2 separate regions of the Hordeum vulgare genome follow, and region 2 is linked to region 1. The links are chromatin contacts, called in public Hi-C maps. All regions are on one chromosome and are shown on one strand. Each heading gives the region's core, a stretch centred on a gene start, on an enhancer-like site or on the middle of the called end of the contact. The rest is flanking DNA. Distances are from core to core; before and after follow the strand shown.

Evidence for each region. A called contact is a pair of places that touch in the nucleus more often than the background predicts.
Region 2: a Hi-C map of leaf shows a contact between it and region 1, with 4 times the contacts expected there. The contact joins the promoter of LOC123445352 here to the promoter of LOC123445340 in region 1. A contact is called at or near these places in 3 of 6 Hi-C or Micro-C datasets (leaf and seedling) and 1 of 1 datasets of contacts at active chromatin or transcription factors (embryo).

The regions. Positions count from the first base shown.
Region 1 is chr1H:461,261,212-461,264,147 of MorexV3_pseudomolecules_assembly, forward strand. LOC123445340 (probable histone H2A.4) reads left to right here and starts at 1,456. Exons shown (of 2, transcript XM_045122316.1): 1 at 1,456-1,857; 2 at 1,931-2,525. The coding sequence starts at 1,639. The coding sequence ends at 2,191.
Region 2 is chr1H:461,479,856-461,482,791 of MorexV3_pseudomolecules_assembly, forward strand. LOC123445352 (40S ribosomal protein S15a-1) reads left to right here and starts at 1,569. Exons shown (of 4, transcript XM_045122325.1): 1 at 1,569-1,672; 2 at 2,637-2,780; 3 at 2,864-2,936. The coding sequence starts at 2,648.

The DNA of each region.
Region 1 (2,936 bases), core at 206-2,705:
CTAAATGCAACCGATACACTGTTGCCATATTATGCATTGCAAGTGCACCATAACCATATCTTCATAGGGAGAGGTGACATTTTAGAAAAAAATTACCAAAATATTCGGCATGGAAAAGCATCACTTGAATAGATGGATGTCAATTTGTAACAAATATTGAAATAAAGAGCTAGGCCCATGATTTTTGTTTGGTGTTATAAACCATTTTCTAATCTTTTTAAGCATATCCCTCAAGTTTTGCGTGTTAGGATAAAGAAATTGCCCCTTTCACCTAACAGAACAAACCTTCGAAGCCTTGATTATAGTGTTTTGATATCCTCGACAAAACAATAGTATGAGACCCTTGTTGACACTTCAATAATATGACCATACGACAGTGACATGATCATAGAATTACGACACTGTTAAGATAAAAAATAATATTACATGCCATCATGATTCCAAAAACCTCGTCCAGAATGGTAAGTATATAGACCACAAACCATACCTTTTTTAGAAAGCCCAACCTTGAAATTCTAAGCTCTAGCAGACTTGACATACAATATAGTGGCATTCTCTTGTTTTAAAACATTAATTTAATTATTCTCCTCATAGTATATATATAAACATTAGTATGTCGATATTTGTAAATTAAAATCCTACAATTCATCTATTTTGAGCTTTTTATGAGTCTCGCTAAAGAAACTAAAAAAGGAAACGCCTGTGGCCGGGCGCGCGACCCGCGCATGCAGTTGATTAGGCATCCAACTTTTTTCTCGTCTAAATTTGCTGCAACCAATGTTTATATTTGCTAAAAGCGTTTTCTATTTGCTACATTTAACCAGTAAAAAGCTGCATATACGTTTGGTTGCAGCTTCAGTTCATCGGATTTTTTGTTACAACCGGTGTTTTTTACTTTTGCTACAACCGTGTTAATTTTTGCTACAACCGATATCATTTTTACTGCAATCGTTTATTAAAAAATTGCATACACGTTTATCAGAGTTGCAACCCGAATTCACCGGATTGTTTTTACTACAACCCACATTTTGTTTTGATACCATGCATCATCGGCGTATTTTTTTACTATGATCACGTTTATATTTTTTGCTACAACCATATTTTTATTGCAATCGTGACCGATGTTTGCTGCATCGTGATCAAAATTTGCTACATCGAGGTATTTTGCTGCAAGAACAGTTTTGATGGTGCGGTCTGCGTGCAACCGACCGAAAGTTTCGAAGCGCCGACGCATAGCGCTGCCCAACTAAAAAGCCCGAGGCCGAATAGCCCCGCCATATCTATGTGTAACCAAAATCACAATCCACAAGCACTCACAACATTTGCTCAAAGAAAAAAAAAACATTTGCAAGCTCTCATCGTCCTATTGGTTGCTCTCCCTCTCACACGGATCGCCGAGGCCCACCAACGGCTGGCGTCCGTCGACCCCAAGACGCCAGCGCTCCAGATGGAAGCACCGCCCCCCAACCTCCATACTCGCCCGGAGAACAAACACAGAACAGAAACACACAGAAAGCACAAACGCACACTCCACCGCACAAAACAAGCCTAAAAAAAACCCCGAGGAAATCGACAGGGAGAAAAGGGGGCGAAAAAAAGGAGAGCAAAGAGGAAAAGCTTCGGAGCTCTGGATCGGCGATGGAGTCGGTAGCGAAGGCGCCGAAGAAGGCCGGCGCGGCCGGGCGCCGGGGCGGCGGCGGGCCGAAGAAGAAGGCCGTCTCACGCTCCGTCAAGGCCGGCCTCCAGTTCCCCGTGGGCCGCATCGGGCGCTACCTCAAGCAGGGCCGCTACGCCAAGCGCGTCGGCAGCGGCGCCCCCGTCTACCTCGCCGCCGTCCTCGAGTACCTCGCCGCCGAGGTGGGCCGCGCGCGCCAGCCGCGAGACTGGCTCCGATTCGCCTCTGTTTTACTTTCTATTTTTTGTCTGGCAGCTCCTGGAGCTGGCGGGGAACGCGGCGCGGGACAACAAGAAGAACCGGATCATCCCGCGGCACGTGCTGCTCGCGATCCGCAACGACCAGGAGCTCGGGAAGCTGCTGGCCGGCGTCACCATCGCCTACGGAGGTGTCCTGCCCAACATCAACCCCGTGCTGCTTCCCAAGAAGCCCGCCGCGGCGGCTGCCAAGGAGCCCAAGGCGGGCACCACCAAGTCTCCCAGGAAGTCCCCCGCCAAGAAGGCGGCCGCCGCTTAGGCCCGGCACTCGCTATGCCGGTGCCCCATCTCACCCTCTCCTCCCTCTTCTCTGTTTCTCTGTCTGTCTGGGTTGAACCGTAACGCACCAAGTTGTCGTCGTCGTCGTTGCTGCATGCCGTCGTTGCCATGGATCGATTGCTGCTTGTTTGTACTTATTTTGCGTGGCTTCCGCATAGGTGCCAATCAGCTTATACTCTGTAACCTGATTAACACCGCTGTATGTTCGTATAAGTTCGTAGGTCAAGGGAGAGAGGGAGGGGAAGGGAAACTGTGAATGCCTCTTTGTAATAAAATTGTGAAGATGTGAAAAATATCAAGGACTGATTGTCGTCTCTCTTTTGCTGCACGCTAAGACCGATTTCTTGAGTTTATCTGGTTGCTTTGGGCATGTTTTGCTTGTTTGCACCCTTAGAGCACCTCCAACGTGCCGATCTGGTTTGCGGTGCGCCAATCATCACGTTTGGCGTGGCGTTTGCAGCGTGACCATGCGTTGGCTTCCGCAGTCGCGTTAAAATGCACAGCGCGCGAGCAGCATGCGCTCACATTTGTTCATTTTTAATACAAATTTCATACATCAACACAAAACACATGTCATATAATTTGCGTTCATCGTCACGTTTGGCGCGGTGCGCCGCGCTGTGATAATTCGCGTCCATCGTCACGTTTGGCGCGGTGCGCCGCGCTAAAATGCACAGCGCGTGAGCAGCAGGCGCTCACATTTGTTTATTTTGGATACAAATTTC
Region 2 (2,936 bases), core at 319-2,818, 220 kb after region 1:
AATCATGTATTTCCCCATTTCCGTGAATCAAACACTTAATGCTGCAATTTTATGTGTTTTTCAATCTTTCTTTTACATCTTATCATGTTTGTACATTTTTTCCTAGTGTCGTGTTTGTGAAATGCTGCCAATCAAAGAGGCAAATCAAGCGGTGAACTAACTCTATTCACCGTGGGTACGGGCGGTGTAAGAACATCTACAAGCGAATCCTTTATACTTGTCTTAAATGCTCGGACAAGACGTTTGGTCATTGATCGACATGAAATATTGACCTAACCATGCACCTCAAACGGAACTCAAATGTTTGGGCTGATCGAAATCCCTCATATCCAGCCAAATATGGGACGAATATGGGGGCGTCCGTCACGTCGACCTAGCCCGCGCTGGCTCGTATCGGCCCCACATATATTCGTCCCCATTTGCTCGCAAGACCAATCCCTAGCCACTTCATTCCACTCCCCTACATTCCCATCCGTCACCCAAGGGCACCTTCGATGATCTCCGGCCTTCTCCGACATGAAGGGCAGCAGATCTGACTCCGACCAATCCGGATCCATCGACTGGGTGTTATCCCCTGCGGGTTGGAGGAGGCAATGACGGTCCGCATTGCACTCTGCCACTCCCGCGAGGACAACGCCCGGCTCACGACATGATCTGTCTGCCGCGACTCTATCGCATCGACTCAACAGATGCTCGGGTCCTCCGGGGCTGGATCATCACGGTCTCGACGACCGAAAAATCTCTCCTTCCGCATCATCGGTCTGACAGACTTTGCTTCCCACCGGGAACGGGCTGTCCGTCGTGGGAAGGAGAGGATAATGGCGCTGAGGCCCGTATCGTAGAGGAAATGGCGGCACAGCCGCTTGATGCGGAGGAAGCCATCCGTGCCCGTATTTTGAAGAAACGACAACGTAGGAACACGCGCGCCCTCGCCCGAGAGCAGAATCTCCGTGGAATGACTGGACTGCCATCGAAGGTGGAGAAGGAGGTGAGCGACGACGAGGACAACTCCGGCTTGATCTGTACCGCGTCTTCGACCGATACTTCTGAAAAAGGACGACAAGGTATCCGCGAAGGGGAAGGGCAGCCATGGATGATGTCCATCATAGCGAGACATGCCAAATTTTGGTAGTCCGACGGCATGTTGTAGTGATGGAGTAGTCCGACGATGTGTGTAATGTATCGACGTAGTAGTTCCATCCGTTTGTATGGATTTGAGATATCATATTTAAGATGCCCGGTTATAGAATGCATTATTTGAGACGTGATCGGTCTTTGTCCACGGACGCGTCCGTACTCGCTCACGGACGTTTGAGGGGTCGAATTTGTAAGTTCTAGTTGTATATATAGTAGATGGTCTAAAGTGAATTGGCTCTCTTTATCCAACCCGTCCCACATGCCCCTCACCACGACCCGTCGCTCAAATATCCAAGCATCAAAGGACCAAACCGCAAAACCTGCGCGCATCCGCCTAGGGCAACCCACCCCCAGAGGCGATTGATCGCCGTCCAACCAAGATCCAACGGGCACGCGCCCGCCCTCTCTCCTTTTTTAACAGCTCAAAACCCTACCTCGGGCTGTTTCTCCATCGCCGTCGCCTTCCTCCCTCGCCCCCGCCTCCCCGCCGCCACCCCACCGAAGCAGAGAGCTCCCGGCGTCTCTCCCCTACGAGGTACGTCTCCCGCGGGTCCTCGGCCCCTCTCCGTCCCCTCCCCGCCCCCTCGCGCGTAGGGATCCTTCGCTAGGTCAGGCGTTGAAGGTGTTCGCTTCCACCATGCTGTTACTGATCAGATCCTTGGTCTCGTGGTTGTTTACTCGCACCTTCATGCTCGTGGTTGTACTGTATGTGGTAGGCAACGGCGCGAAACGAGTGCAGCTTCGGGTTTGATGGTGAATCAAGACGGTCTAGATTCTAAGATCACGAGTCCGCTGCGGCTGTTATAGTAGATCCCTTGGTTTCATCTTTCATCCCATGAATTGTACTACTGGCCAAATTATTTGGCCCCGTAAAAATCGAAATTGAAGCATGCTCTGTTGCGGATCAAAGACACGTGGTACTTATCTGTGGCATTTCCCTGAACAATTGTCGCAGAGTTCTTCCAAAACGGAAACCAGATGTTTAATCTGATGTAGGTTGGCATGTTTAATCTGAACCAATTAATTTGTGGCATGTTTAGCTGTCGTGGTATGCTTTAATAGGCGCTGTGCTTCACTGTCAATTATATCTGTTTCATGTGAACTTAGGAAACCATTTACATGACTGTCTGTCCTGTCTAAGTCTGGCTTGCTTCTGTGTTAGCAAGTCTCAGTAGGTGTGTTCCAAAGTAGTGGTGCCAAACAAAGCTCAGATGTTTTACCTTTGCATTTTCCAGTTCGTTACCAATCTTGTGAACCATGATGATTTAGAGGCTTTATGGGATTCCACCTAGTTTTATTCTATGTGCGGCATTTACTTTTATATGTCACACTTGCTCCTTTTTCACATCTGTTTCTGCTGTTGCTCAGTGATAGTTTAGCAGCTATTCAGGCAATCTTGCCACTCTCAGTCTTTTCATTTGGTTATGTTGTTTTAAACTCCTAGCAGAAATATGTGTGATGCAAGGTGACCTTATGAATCTTTGTGTCCATCTCTGCAGGTTAGGTAAGGATGGTGAGGGTTAGCGTCCTGAACGATGCTCTCAAGAGCATGTACAACGCTGAGAAGCGTGGCAAGAGGCAGGTCATGATCAGGCCCTCCTCAAAGGTGATCATCAAGTTCCTTATCGTCATGCAGAAGCACGGTTAGTTCTCTTTGATCCAATGTTCTATATGCAACCATCCAACAGCATGGATTACTCATTCAATGCCCCCCTCTTTTCTGCAGGTTACATTGGTGAGTTTGAGTATGTTGATGACCACAGATCTGGCAAGATTGTTGTGGAGTTGAACGGCAGACT